Regions from separate parts of the Columba livia genome. Here region 1 is linked to region 2. The links are chromatin contacts, called in public Hi-C maps. All regions are on one chromosome and are shown on one strand. Each heading gives the region's core, a stretch centred on a gene start, on an enhancer-like site or on the middle of the called end of the contact. The rest is flanking DNA. Distances are from core to core; before and after follow the strand shown. Region 1 holds the start of GPR50 (G protein-coupled receptor 50). Region 2 has its middle 6.5 kb from the start of VMA21.

Region 1 (6,458 bases), core at 3,421-5,920, 140 kb before region 2:
GGCTGTTCGAGAAAGGGAAATCTTCTTTCTTAAGACTCTTATTTCTTCACTCACAGAGGAGAACTGTGGGGATTTCAGCCTTAGCATTAGAAAGCAGCTGCTAATGGTAAGGAAGTGATTTTGATGAGAGTGGCATCAACTGTGAATTGTCCCCACAGTGACGGTGTGGCTGGGTGGGTAACATGGGTGCCAGTGAGCTGGGTTGGCCGGAGCTCATGCCACCTCCATCTGGAAAAGCAGCTGGGACATAGTGCTGGGCAGCAGAGTGGGTGTGGGAAAAATTCTTGCAGGTGGGTGTGCATCCAGGTGAACTGCAATGCAAATTGGGGCTGAGGAGGGAAGGAATATGTAGGATGGAGATGCCAGAGCATCTTGGCACTTTCTTTCTCACACTGTTCTCCCCACGGCAAGACCAGGTGCCTGGTGAGCAATACTGAACATCTGAGATGCTGCACAAACTTTTGGAGTGTCGGAGGAAAGATCAACCCCCTCTGCTTGGGCAGCATCTGTCGAGTGGAGAGTTTTCCCTCCCTGCTCTCAGGGGGGAGCCAGTTTTACCTCCTTGTGAAGCGCTAACTAGCCCTTTTTATTGGGATTGAAACATAGCTAGAGGATAAGCCTAGGTCCCTTCTGGCCTGTCCCCCCTAGCCATCCCCTAACTGGAACAGCCCCAGGCTTGGGGAGGACAAAGAAAGAAAGGAGAGAGAAAAGATGGTGAGAGGCTGCGAGAGCTGAACCAGGAAAACCAAGAGCAATGCAGCTGGCACCCCTTCGGGTGCCGAGGCAGGAGCTGCAGGATTCCTGTGCACATGGCGTGTCAGCGCAGAAGGGATGGACTGGAAAGGGAATGGTGAAAGGAGACCTGTAAGGAGCAGAGTGGGGTGATTGTTGGTTTTTACTGTTAGAAAAAGGGACTGCAAGACATGTCAACAGGAAAAACCTGAAGTACCTTTTTTATTTTTTTGCTTTTTCTGCCACCCTAGAAGGTCTTGGTATAAGGAGGGAAGCCTTGCCCACTCTTGTGTGAGCACACACTTCATGAGGATGGTATGAGGAGGATGAGCAGTCCTCCTTTTCCTTGAGTTAAAGGCAGATCTTTAGGACAAATAGGGCCGCTGTCGTGGTGGACAAGGGGCGATCTGTCATGAACCAGCTTTCCTTTCTTGGCTTTTTTTTTCTTTTTTTTCAGATTCACTGCCTTGTTGACAAGCATGGAGCGAGCAGTGCCTCAAGTAACTTACTTCTTGTTGGGCAACACAGGAGTTTCTTACTCAGATACTGAAGCATTTGAAATTCTTCAGGATTTGTTAGCCCTGAAATACATCAGTTGAATCTTCCTGGCTTAACAGGGTTAAAAGCTGTGGCCTTCCTCGTTTGTGTGTTGGCTGTTTTTTTTGTTTTATTTTGCTCTTTGTTTCCCCCCCAGTTCACCACATCAAACCCCACCAGCCTGATCATTTCCATGTATTTCCTTCAGTGTGCCTGACACTCGAGCAGAGTCCTGTGCTACCCCTCAGCTGTCATCCAAGCATCCCCAGCAACCCACACAGCAACCAGGCTGCCTTCGCTGGGAACAGGGCCTCTGAGTTGGGATTTTTTTGGTGGTATTCAATAAGATCATTGAAAAACCCCACATTTCATCCTAGCACCTTTAGACCTGCAGCAAGACTGGCTCCAGCACAGCACAGGAGGTTGCCCCATGTGGCTGGTGAGGGCTATCCCGATGCCACAGCACAACTTGTGTCCCCAGGGTTGCAGAGCCTGAAGATGCTGCAGGGAAGAGCTTGTGTTTCTCCACACCTGTTGGAAGGGTTGGAGCTGTTTACTAGAAGAGGCTGCACGAATCCTATGCATAATTCAGCTACTGCCATACAAATCATCTCACTAGTAAAAGCCTTTCTGAAAAGTATGATTTGATTGCAACAAACTTTGACCTAAATGTGCCACAGCCAACAGCCCCGTATGGTGGGTTTTAAACTTTTGCCGTCACTTCATTTTGAATCTAGGTCATCCCCCTTGCTTGTTTGTAACAAGGCTAATTCTGATTTCATTCATGTTGTATCCTCAAGTCTGAGATGGGGAAAAAATGGAAAATTTGAAACAGCAAGTCAGCCTCGAAGTCATTCTTCTTAAATCCCATATTGGAGCAAAGGAAGCAGTCAGATGCTGCATCCCAAGGCAACATTGATGGTGTCATTTAATATTCAGGGGACGGAAGGAATACAAAGTTTTCCTTCTTTCCCTTTTGATTTTGATTTCAGAGTTAGGCAGTTGAGCTGAATGAACTGGCCTGTGTCCACGGCTTTTTGAGCGATTAACAAAAAAGTCTATTCTGGGCAAGTGAGTTGTATGCTCTGCATGAGGCTGCTGCTTCAGCGACAAAGAGGGAAGGTGGCTGAACACGAGGTTATTAGTTTGTCTGGAGTTTCTATGCAAGCACGATGGCACAAATAGAGCTGCTTTTTTGTTGATCTCTTCTATGATGGCAGCTCAGGGCAAGCTGCTGTATTCATCTATTTATTGCTGAAGCAACTAGTGCTTTTTTTCCCCAAGACTGGGGTGCCCTTACACTGTGCACAGTACAGCTGTTCTGCCTCTGCAGTAAATAGCTGCACAGTCCAAATAGACAAGAACTACGTTTAGGAGAGAGGAACTATTGCTCTGTGTTTGGCTAGAGAGTTGCAAGTGAATAATGGTGATTCCCCCTTTGGTGATGGTTTGGGAATAATTCTGCCTCCTAGTCAGACACTGAATTTAAGGGCAGAATTGAGACAGGGAGTGGGGGAGAAAAGGTGTTGGTCCTTATTTTGAAGATAACGGCCATGACATGCAGTGGGACTAAATGGCTTATTTTAGCTGTGTTTGTCAGCTCAAGGAGTCTAAGACCGTACCAAGGAATGAACCTCTATTGTCTATCCAGACCAGAATCTTAAATAAGAAAAACCGACTATGCTGGAAAGGCAGGTGGTGAAGCTCTCCAACACTGAGCACCGCGTCCTGATAGCGTTAAACCACCACAAGGTCCTGGTTTTGATACAGGAGGCAGGAGAGACCTCTAAACTCTCATCTGGTCTGCATGGGGTGGAGGGAACCTGCTCTGCCCATCACCAGGAGCAGCTTGGCAGGGCTCCCCTGTCCCATCGAGGGCTTAACGGCGTGGGAGCAGCTCATGTAGCAAAGAAATTATCAGCCTTGTTTCTGCATCTGCTTACATGTCTCTCCCACAGGCCATTGCTTGAGTCAAAAGGCTCACTTGCTGAGAAATTACAAGTTTTATTGCCTGTTGTTCTCATTGGAAATAATCATGAGTACTCAGCCAGGCTGGTGGGGTGGGCGGGGGGATTCAGCTTTGTTCAGCATCTTTATGGTGTGCGTGTGGATTGCAGGAACAGAGCAAGTGCTCAGTGGGAAGACGACCGAGTAGTTCTGCTTGGGAACTCTGTGTTAGGAAAGACTTCAGGCTACAAATTGCCTTTGCAACTCACTGAAGTTACTTGCAGTGGGAAAACCACTAATTTGCCCCATGGTCCTGCCTGGTGTCTGCTTTCAAAGAAAACTTGCCTGCACTCTGTCTGCAACCAAGACATTCAGTGTAGAAGCTCAGGCAAAGGTTTCCTGGTGCTCTGGTTTTCTACGTTTCTCCTTACTTCTCATGTCTCTTCCCTCCTTTGAAGCTGGACACCAAAACACCTTTGAATGAACTTGTCTTGGGATTCTGAATTTCCCAGCCTGGTATTCCTTATCTGGCACAAGCCCCCTGGTCCTAGGGGTGCTCAGGGGATAGCTTATTATTTTGGTGAGCACAAAGAATTCCTTAGGCTAATGGAAATGGGTATGTCACAGTATCTAGGCATGCTCAGTCAAAATAACAGGACAAATTTGCCTTCAATATGCCACATTTAGTATAGTAGTATTTGTGGAGAGCAGCCATTATCTTTGCATATTTGACAAAAGTTAATTGTCTCTTTGACAAAAATCAGTGTAGTTGAGTCTGTCCCTGTACAGTGGGGGCGGGGGAGGGAATCCTTCATTTATAAGTGATTCATTAAATAGCATTAAAGCTGTCTCTGAAGACAAAATAATCTTTTTAAAGAGGACTCAAGGTACCAAGAAGGAAGATTAATGCCTCAGCTATTTTTCAATTATGCAAGCTTTCATTTACTATAGTATACCTGGATTAACTCTTACTAAGCTGTGTGTGTTGGCAGGTAGGATCAGGAAAGGGGGTTTCATGCCACTGGATGAGTCCTGTGCTCAGTGAGGGACGAGCGATTCTCTGCTCATGGCTGCGGTGGTGGGTGGGAGCAGCACGGCAGGATGGTGCTGGGTGCTGCCCTTCTAAGCCTCACTGTTAGCAAAGCTATTGTGTTTTTGCAAAAGGAGTGTTTGAAAAGCATTGATGGTGCTTGAATATTTTGCACTGATTGCATTCTGCTTGGTCTTCCCATTTGTACACATGTATATACCCACCCTGGTGTACTTTGAGTACTGAAAAGCTCTGGTTTATGACCCTAATTCAGTTGCTTTGTCCTGTGATCACATTCATGGTCCTGGCACAATCAAATGAGCCTAAATTCTTCTAACAAACTGGGGATATTTTTATTTCAGTATGATTTATGTCAGACGTTCCAGTAAAGCATAATTAAAAAGGTCTTATTGATACCTCTACCTTCATCTTTTTTCCTTGCCACTGCTTCCCAGAGTGCTAGCCTTTTCTTAATTGAAGCAGTGAAGAGTCCATTTAGCAGGAAGGTTGGAGGAAACAGCCTGAAGACCATTCATCTAAATCATTCCACCGATGAAAACAGTTGCTCACTACATCTATCATAATTTCTTCTCAGTGTCCTATGAGAGATTAGTTGCTATAACTATGCAGATACACATGTGCCTGGTAGAGCTATGCAGACCTTCCCATCTAGGGCAGTTGAACCAGGCCACTGAAAAAAACTGCTTTTTGCAGGTATAAATTATGTACCAAAAGAAGTTAACAGATGAAAAACCATTTTTCTTTCTTTTTTTTTTTTCTTTTTTTCCCCCAGTTGCAGCAGTTTCATAAAATGTGATGCCCCCTCTACCTTGCAGTGCTGTGCTGGCAAGCTTTTTTAAGAACAAGTGAGGCCAAAATCCTCATCTGGCTGCTTTGTTGCTCCCATTGATGCTCTTGTCCAGGACAGCACCTTGGCTCTGCAGCTGGTGAAGGTCAGTGGGCTCCAGTAGAACTTGCGTTTATACTCTTCTGATTCTTCAGCAATCAACTACCATTCTCTGTCACTAGACAAAACCAGTTCCCTGCGGGACATCCCAGCTTGGCAGCCTCCGTGATGGAAAGGGCTGGAAGACAGCACTAGCAGGTTTGGTCCTAGCAGAAGATAACAATTTTGGGTGCAGGTTTGCTGGGCTCTGGAAAGCCTCCAGAGCTAGGGGAGAAAGGGCAGCACTGCACATATCTTTAAGCAAAGCATTTAGAAAAGCAGTGTTTCTTTGACTCCAAACACCATCTTCATTAGTTTCAAAACATGTTTCTACTAGCAAGTCCAAGACACCTGCATATAAAGTTCGGGTACTCTGAAGTCACATCCCAGCTTTCCACATGTGAAATGCATCTGAGAGCATCTTAAAAATGGTGCAAACAGGTGCCAGAGCAGAGCCGCCTAAAGGTGAAAGGTGCTGAAAGGATGCATCCATGTGAGCTGCCCCTGCACTGCAGGTAAGTCCTGAAAACAGACCAGCCAAAAATCTGTGAACAAAATTATTTAGTTTACACAGAACATATTTGCAAAACTATGCAGAATTCAGTGCAGCGTGTCAACCAAGAAGTCTAAAGAAACCAAACTTCAAGCCAAAATGCTGTCTTTGGCAACTTGAAAACGCATGATTTTGATAATAATCTTTTTTAAAAAAAATAAAAATTGTTTCAAAACTGATGCTCTTTGGTCATGGGGAACGGCTAAAAAGCTGCTTAAAGCAGCTTGGCTCAGCCAAGGCTTGAGTGCAGATGCAGATCCCATGCACCCAGCTGGGGCAGACCGTGTTTGCTGCCCATTTCAGCTGTGTCTCGCTGCTGCTTGGGTGCTGCTGGTGGGGAATGAACCATCATAGCACTTGTTTTTAGCTTTGTTATTGACTCATTCAACCGGGCAGTTGTAAAACCCCCAGGTCAGGTTGTGACACAGCCTTTATGTTCGCTCCGGTACTTTGACCTGCACATGGAGAAGTGGCTTTGGACTGAAGCCAGAGGAGGTGTTACTCAGAGGTGAGGAGCCTCGGGGCACCCCTGCCCTCTCTTCTGCTCCCACCCAAGCGCCAGCACAGCACCATGGCTGTCCTCTATAGCCCACAAAACCTGTTTTCTGAGTTAATTTTCTAAATAAAGCAGAGAATTAATGTGGTTGCAGTGTTGCAGCTGCAATCTGACCACAGGGGCTTTGTCCCTTGCTTGTGCTGGTGTGGAGTAAAGC
Region 2 (6,659 bases), core at 92-2,591:
TTGGAGATGTTGCTTGAAGTGAAGAGGACAGGACAGATGCAACTGGGCTCTGGAAGCACAGCAGCCAGGCATCACCATGCCTCTCTGAGCTCCAGCTGCGGTGAAGCTTTGCTGTCTTTTAGGGCCACTTCTTTTGTAGTTTATGGTGACCTACAGCTAAACAGAGTGAGGCTCTGAGATGCTGACAAATAGCAGGGCAAGTTTCTGATGTGGTTTTCTTTGTTGGACTGCTTGGATAGGACTTTGCTGGGGACCAGGGCTGACGTCCTCTGAGGGGGACCTTGTTCTTCAGCTCCCGTAAGGCTTGGTTTTGCTTATGTCCCATGAGGCTGCTCTGGAGGGAGGAAACAGATGAGCAATATTGGGCACTGGGGAGGAGTGGTTCATTGCAGGCTTCTCAGGTGACCTGAAGGAAAAAAAAACCAAACCAAAACAAAACCAAAACATGTGGCATTATGGATTTGCCTTTATAGAAGTAAACCCTTAAAGTGTGCAGTATGTGTTTGTCTCCCTCAGCTCCAGGCTTGCTGGAGAGGCTAGTGAGTGATAATATGTTCAAATGCCAATTGCCTTCAAATAAGTGAAAAGCCAGCTGCAGGGCAGGTACAGATGACAGGGTATCCGCTAGCTCTATCTTATGCACATTCAGAAACAGATCAACAGGAGCAAGAGTTCATGCACGTGAAGCTAAGACTCAGAGTTAAGTGTCTGCTAGTTAGTGTTCCCAGGGGAAAGACTGTAATTTTGCCATTGCAGTGACACAGGAATATCCTTATCCTTAATTGAGTTTGCTGATAACCACAGTTACACCATACGCATCTAAGTTTAAGCTGAAGAACTGGCCAGAAAAAGAAAGCTTTTCTTGTCTGCATGCAAAAGTTTATATGTCTTAATATGAGATTTTGTTAAAGGCCAAATTCCTACCAACCCCACCAGAAACAGTTACAACCAAAGGAGGGACCAGCAAGAGAAACAACTCCCTGCAAGAAAGTGGCAGGGAGGTTCAATGAAACGTATTATTTATTTAGAAAATGACTGCTATATCATTGGCAGGCGTCAGTGAACCAGAAGCATCCGTCATCCAGCCTGAGGCTACCAAGGAGCTAATGCTTGTATCTCCATGTCCTGTACGCAGTGTACTCAGATGTGTGCCATTCGCTGCAGCCTTTCCAGCCTTGAAGCATAATTGGCACATAGTGAAGGTTTTTTTGTATTTTACGTTTTCTAGCACGTGTAATTACTGACTTTAATTATTGTCTGTAATTTTTACCGTGAGGGGATGATAGAGCAGAGACCTTTCACGCAGCACCAAGTGGATAACTACTGTGGGGTTACTTCTTCTAGTGAAGAAGTCGCTTCAGTTGTGCATGAGGGAGGGTTGCAATCTTTCAGCGTCCCAGTAAAGACCTGACAGAGGGAAAGGGGTGTTTTCTCACTGTCACACAGCTAACATGAGTGAGTTCCTGTATGGGGAGGGAAGTCATGGGGCAGAGTCATGAGGTAATGGAAAGTTATGACAGTGGAAAGCAAAGAGAATCTTGCCCAGACTTGGGCATCTCAAAGTCCTCCCAGGCTCCCTGCTCTTCATCAGCTTCTCAAAACACACAAGTCCCCACAGGCAAATGAATTACAGAGGCGGCTCTGATGTGTCTGCCTGTATGCCTAAAAGACTAGAGGTGGTGAGAAGTCTTCACGTGGAAGGAGGGGTCATCATGTCAAAGAGGAATGTTGAGAAACACTGGTCTCTGCAACAAGCAGGGCACTCTGTCCCCTTCATGTCTCCCCGTGTCCCAGATCCCACTGGTGTCTGTGAAGCAGGGTCCTTCACTGACTGCTAGAGAGCTGCTCCAAGGATCCCTGTCTGTCCCTGTGACCCCTGAGGGGTCCCCAGGAGTGTTTGCTTGGAGTTTTTTGTCCTTTCTTTGCTTGTTTACATAGAAAATTGAAAAAAAAAAATGAAGTCCAAATGTTGAACTCCTCTGAGAGCTTCAGCTGTTTTCCCATGTGAGATATAAAGGCTGTAACTCATATCCCTGGTGAGGTCTCAGAGGTGTGGGCAGGACTTCCACATAACCAGGGAGAGCATCGCTGGTTCTGGTGTGCAGGGAAAGTGGTGACTTTCTCCCACCTTTTTAATATCTCCAGATTTGCAAATCTTCAAAGCTCCAGATTTATATGATCCATATCCTTCCTGTGGTCAAAAGACACATATTTGTTTTAAAAGTGTAGAAAGGAAACTACCTCATAGATATTTGACGACACAGTTGTGCAGTGGCTGCTGCTGAGTGCTGCATTTGCCTTTTTCCAGGAGCAAAGTGAGCATCTGTGCTTTAGATAAAACAAAGTGTTTTGCTGGAGAGCCCTGGGATGGGAGCGAGGACACGCTGTTGATTGGCTCTGCAGCATCTCCTGGTGACTTGTTCCTCCTTGTGCCTAGCAGGAAAGCTGGGCGAAGAGAGAAGTCTGAGTTGCACCTCTTCACCTTTCTTGATGGAGGAAATATGAGCTGTGTTACTCAGTAAGCTAAACACAAACATTCATGGTCTCCTTTGAGCAGTGTTCACTTACCTGAAAGCCAAACTGCCTGGATACAGCTATCTTGAAAAGAGCTGGAGCTAAACAAATAACTCTTCTGAGTGCAGCTGACCTTGGAGATTTTTATTAGCTAATTAAGCTGTTACACCCAAAGGATGGAATTAAAAACAAAGTCTCAGTTAAAATGTAGCTACGCTATTAATTGAATTGAGGAAGTCTGGTTTACATCCTAAGCTGCAGGCATCCTGAATGACTATGAGAATATTATGATTCTTTTTACTGAAGAATGCAAATAACATCACTGTCACACTGCTGAATGGCTTAGCGTGTAACAGGTTTGGGCAAAAGCTGGTAATTTTACAAAATTTTATAAATTTTGTGGTGGGGTTGGCCCAGCGTCCTGGATCCCTGCAATACTTTCCAGGACAAAGGATGAACAGAAACTATTTTTTGTGTCACTTGCAATGCAAATAAAATGGAGATTCTTGGGAGTGGGGAAAAGGGAAAGCAATTTTCATGTAACTGATGTTGTGAAGCTCGTCAGAAATTCTTCACTTTTAGGAATGTTTCAACAAAGAAGTGACAGGTTTTAAAATCCTCCCACACAATGAAGACATATAGTAGTATCACTAATTGTTGTGATATAGTATTATTTACTCCCAAGCACTGTCTGTCTTATCGCTGGTTTAAAGCACATATGTGTGTGTTTGCATCTATCAATCTATCTGCCTAAACCAAATCTTCCTGCTTAGCTGGAGAGTCCTATGGTTCACCTGAAGTCAGCCTGTGCCACAGCCCCGAGGGGAATGGCGAGCAGCAAGCGTGGAGCTCCAGCTCAGCTGAAGGTGCTCTGTCTCTTCCTTTGGGGCTGGGTACTTCCACCACAAAGCCCAATGTTTTAGCAAGTGGAGAGATGCAGTTCTGAGGTGTCTGGGAGAAGATGTCACCTGTGGTGCTGACATATTTTTCTGGAGCATGGAGACAATTTGAATTCTTTCTTCTCTACAGTGATCCATGGGAACATTGTCCCCCAAAAGCATGCTCCTTACATGGTCAGCCAAACAGAGCATTTTGCCTATTTTATCCTCATTCCCAGTTTGTCTGTCTACACAGTGCAGACTTAGCTGTTTTGTAGATCTCACCTGGTAATACTATATCTTTTAACTCTGATGACTACCCAAATGCACCAATGTCTGTTTCAGAGAGCCACTTTTAAATACAGAAGCTGTTCTTTCTGACTTATCTTCCAAGTTTTCTGCAGACAAATACGCAAAGCCCCTACATCTCACATTTTCACAGTGATTTTCAATGGCAGCAACAAAAAGCAGGGGCAAACAGCAATTAAATACATGCATTTCTTCCCATTGCTTTATTTTGACTTATCTATCATCAACACAGTAGTTTTTGGTAAAACATCCTCATAAGATTCCCTCTTATTAAAGGATTAAAAAAAAAATCTGTTTCATGCACCCTACCATGACAGGAGAAATGTGAATTTCAAAGTCCCTCCTTTTCCACCACCTGGACAAGTTTCTATGATTTGGGCAGGTTCTTTAGTATCAGATATGGGAATGGGGGTCCTAGAAGTATTTCACTGAATCTGTTGCGGTTTGACTGCTCCACTAAGACCTTAAAGGTCTCAAGTCTCTGTTGCCCGTTGCTCACAGTGCTTGGACAAACATTTCCCCAGTTCTGTTTATAAAAAGAGGATGAGAGGTCTGCCAGGACATGGTTGGAGTCAGAAACCTTTGATTTTTAATTCATCTGCGACAGAAGGAAAGACACGTGAGTATGGCCATAATCCAGCCCCATAGCAAAGGACCTTTTCCCTCTTACTCTCCACTAAAAATATTAGTCTTAGAGCCAAAGGGGAATGCTTCACTCCAGGCACTTCTGAAGAATTTACTGGAGATACAGGTTTCTTCCTGCTTCTTCTGCACTCACCTATAAGCAAGGCATGGCTGTAATCCTGCTACCAACGGTATCTTTTGAAGGAAAAGGGCTGTCATCCCAGAGCTAGTGGGCATAAATTCTTACAGTTCCCATTGCATAAAATACCATCAGTTTTATGAGTAGACATTATTCAAGCCATAAAACCTATGCATGTTTCTGTACTCTATAAAAGGTGTCTCTAGACCCGTCCAGGAAACAACTGCTTTTCCAGTTTATTTGTACGTGTGGAGCTGAGGGGCACATTTAATGTTTGTTGCATAGTCCCCTGCTACTCAGACTGATGGATCTCTCTTCCCCTGCTGCTCCCGGTGCGCTGCAGCCCTGGCCACATCCCGCCATGCCTAGAGGTGACTGTGCCAACCTCGAAACCTGCTCTACCGATACAAGGTATTGGCTGGTTGTACTTGTCCCAGCCACCATCCCACTTCCAAGGGTGCCTGTGAACACTGCAAGAGAACGTGTTTTTTTTCTGTGTCACCTTCTGGGAGCCGGTGCTGCCCGGCTGTCCCTGCTTGGGGCCTGCAGAGCGCTGGCTGCTGCAGGACAAACCCACTCCAGGGGTAGACTGGCAAAAATGTCATGGGGCTATCATATAGCAAGCAGAGTTTGTGCCTGTGCCTCAGCCCTAGCCTGTGCCTTCTAGTGCCAGCGCAGGTAAATTCCTCAGGGAATGAAATAGGGAAGATAAGCGCCTAACACGGAATAAATGCAGAAGACCCCATGTAATCCTAGATGAATGGTTTAGTGCTTCTGTGTTTGGATATAAATGTAGAAACATCTCCAGTTTTTGATGATTTTCCTGGGCACTTAGAGCAGCCCGGTTGTTCTGCCTGTGCTGAAGACCTTTTTCTTGGAACATTTTTTGTAGTAACTAGAAAAAATAGTCTCCTCCTTGTGACAAAACCCTTTTGGCAAAAGTGGAAAGTCATTTGTGGTCTGTCTCAGCTAAACAATACTGTGAAATTTTATCTAATAATCTAGTGTGAAATCAGTTCATTTTACTTTTTTTTTTTTGCATGCGTGATCAAGTTACAGTTGAGGAACAGATTTTCATCAGGTCTTGAGCTCAGAGGTAAACATTGGATACACTGATGCTGTGAAATGAAAAGAGCTCTACGAGCAGTTGAATATGACTGCCAGGCACCCCAGCAGCCTGCGTGCTAAGCCCGTCCTCTTGCAGCTTACTGCTACTCTTGCTCAAAACTGGCATTTTAATGAACTCTCCGAGGGTTTTCAGATTCCAAGCACTTTTTATACGCATTGCCCATCATGGCAAAACAGTGCTGAGAGACTACTACTCCCAGCATGGGGTCTTTCCCATGCTGCCTGATGCACTGGATTGGACTATTAGGCTTTTTTTTAATATTCTGTAGAAGAGAATTTTCACTCCTATTAGCTCTTCATCTTCACAAAAACCTGTTGTATTTCCCACAGCTACCTATAACTTGAATAGCAGTGGGAAGGGGCTGTGTTGTCTGTGTATTTGTGCTGATATACACTATTTTTCAGAAAAGTACCCCCCAAACCTGCAAAACAAATCCACAACATCCACTCTATAGTCAGTATTGTTTCTCTGGACAGAGGTGTAAAATGTCACATACTGCTTTACTTGCATGTAACATGTAAAACTTTGATTACATTTGCCTCTACAGAAAAAGAGGATTTCTCTTCAGTATCTGGAGTCTCACCTGTAGTTGGTAATATGGATTAACTTACATCAGCTGTGAGAATGAAGCCTTTCCACTCTATTATGTAGGTGCCTCAGGTGTTTCACAACACATGTGGAAGGCAGCCACATCCACCAGTAGCCCTCTCTTTTCCTTGCAAATGACAGCAATAATAGTGAGAGGTGGAAATTAGACTGTGAGACTTCCAAGTTCCATTAGCTAGGGGTGTCTTAGCTCTTTGCTCTAACTTATCCTGGGGTGTGCAATAATGGCAACAGGGGAAATACCCCTATAATGCCCATATAAATGACTTCTTTGCTAACCCAAAGCATTAATATTACTCTGGTTCTATTCCCACAGAAGCTGGGGGCAAACAATGCTATGAGCTCTATGCTTTGTATTGAAAAGTTGGGCTTTTGGCCTGGAGTATCACTTTTAGTGAAATGAATCTCTTTCTTTTTGGGGTGTAGAGGTTCACAAAACAAATAAATAGAGACTATTTGC

The links. Hi-C and Micro-C count contacts between places; a contact is called where the count stands out from the background.
Region 1: a Hi-C map of liver shows a contact between it and region 2, with 3 times the contacts expected there. The contact joins the promoter of GPR50 here to the enhancer-like site in region 2. A contact is called at or near these places in 2 of 2 Hi-C or Micro-C datasets (crop and liver).

What each region holds. Positions count from the first base shown.
Region 1 is chr12:10,433,365-10,439,822 of bColLiv1.pat.W.v2, reverse strand. GPR50 (G protein-coupled receptor 50) reads left to right here and starts at 4,670. Exons shown (of 3, transcript XM_065077834.1): 1 at 4,670-5,199.
Region 2 is chr12:10,287,648-10,294,306 of bColLiv1.pat.W.v2, reverse strand. No RefSeq gene overlaps it. Among named protein-coding and RNA genes, the nearest start is that of VMA21, 6.5 kb to the right of the region's middle. Within about 2 kb of position 1,341, at least 1 of the 3 cell types and tissues checked has an H3K27ac peak away from gene starts, as active enhancers do.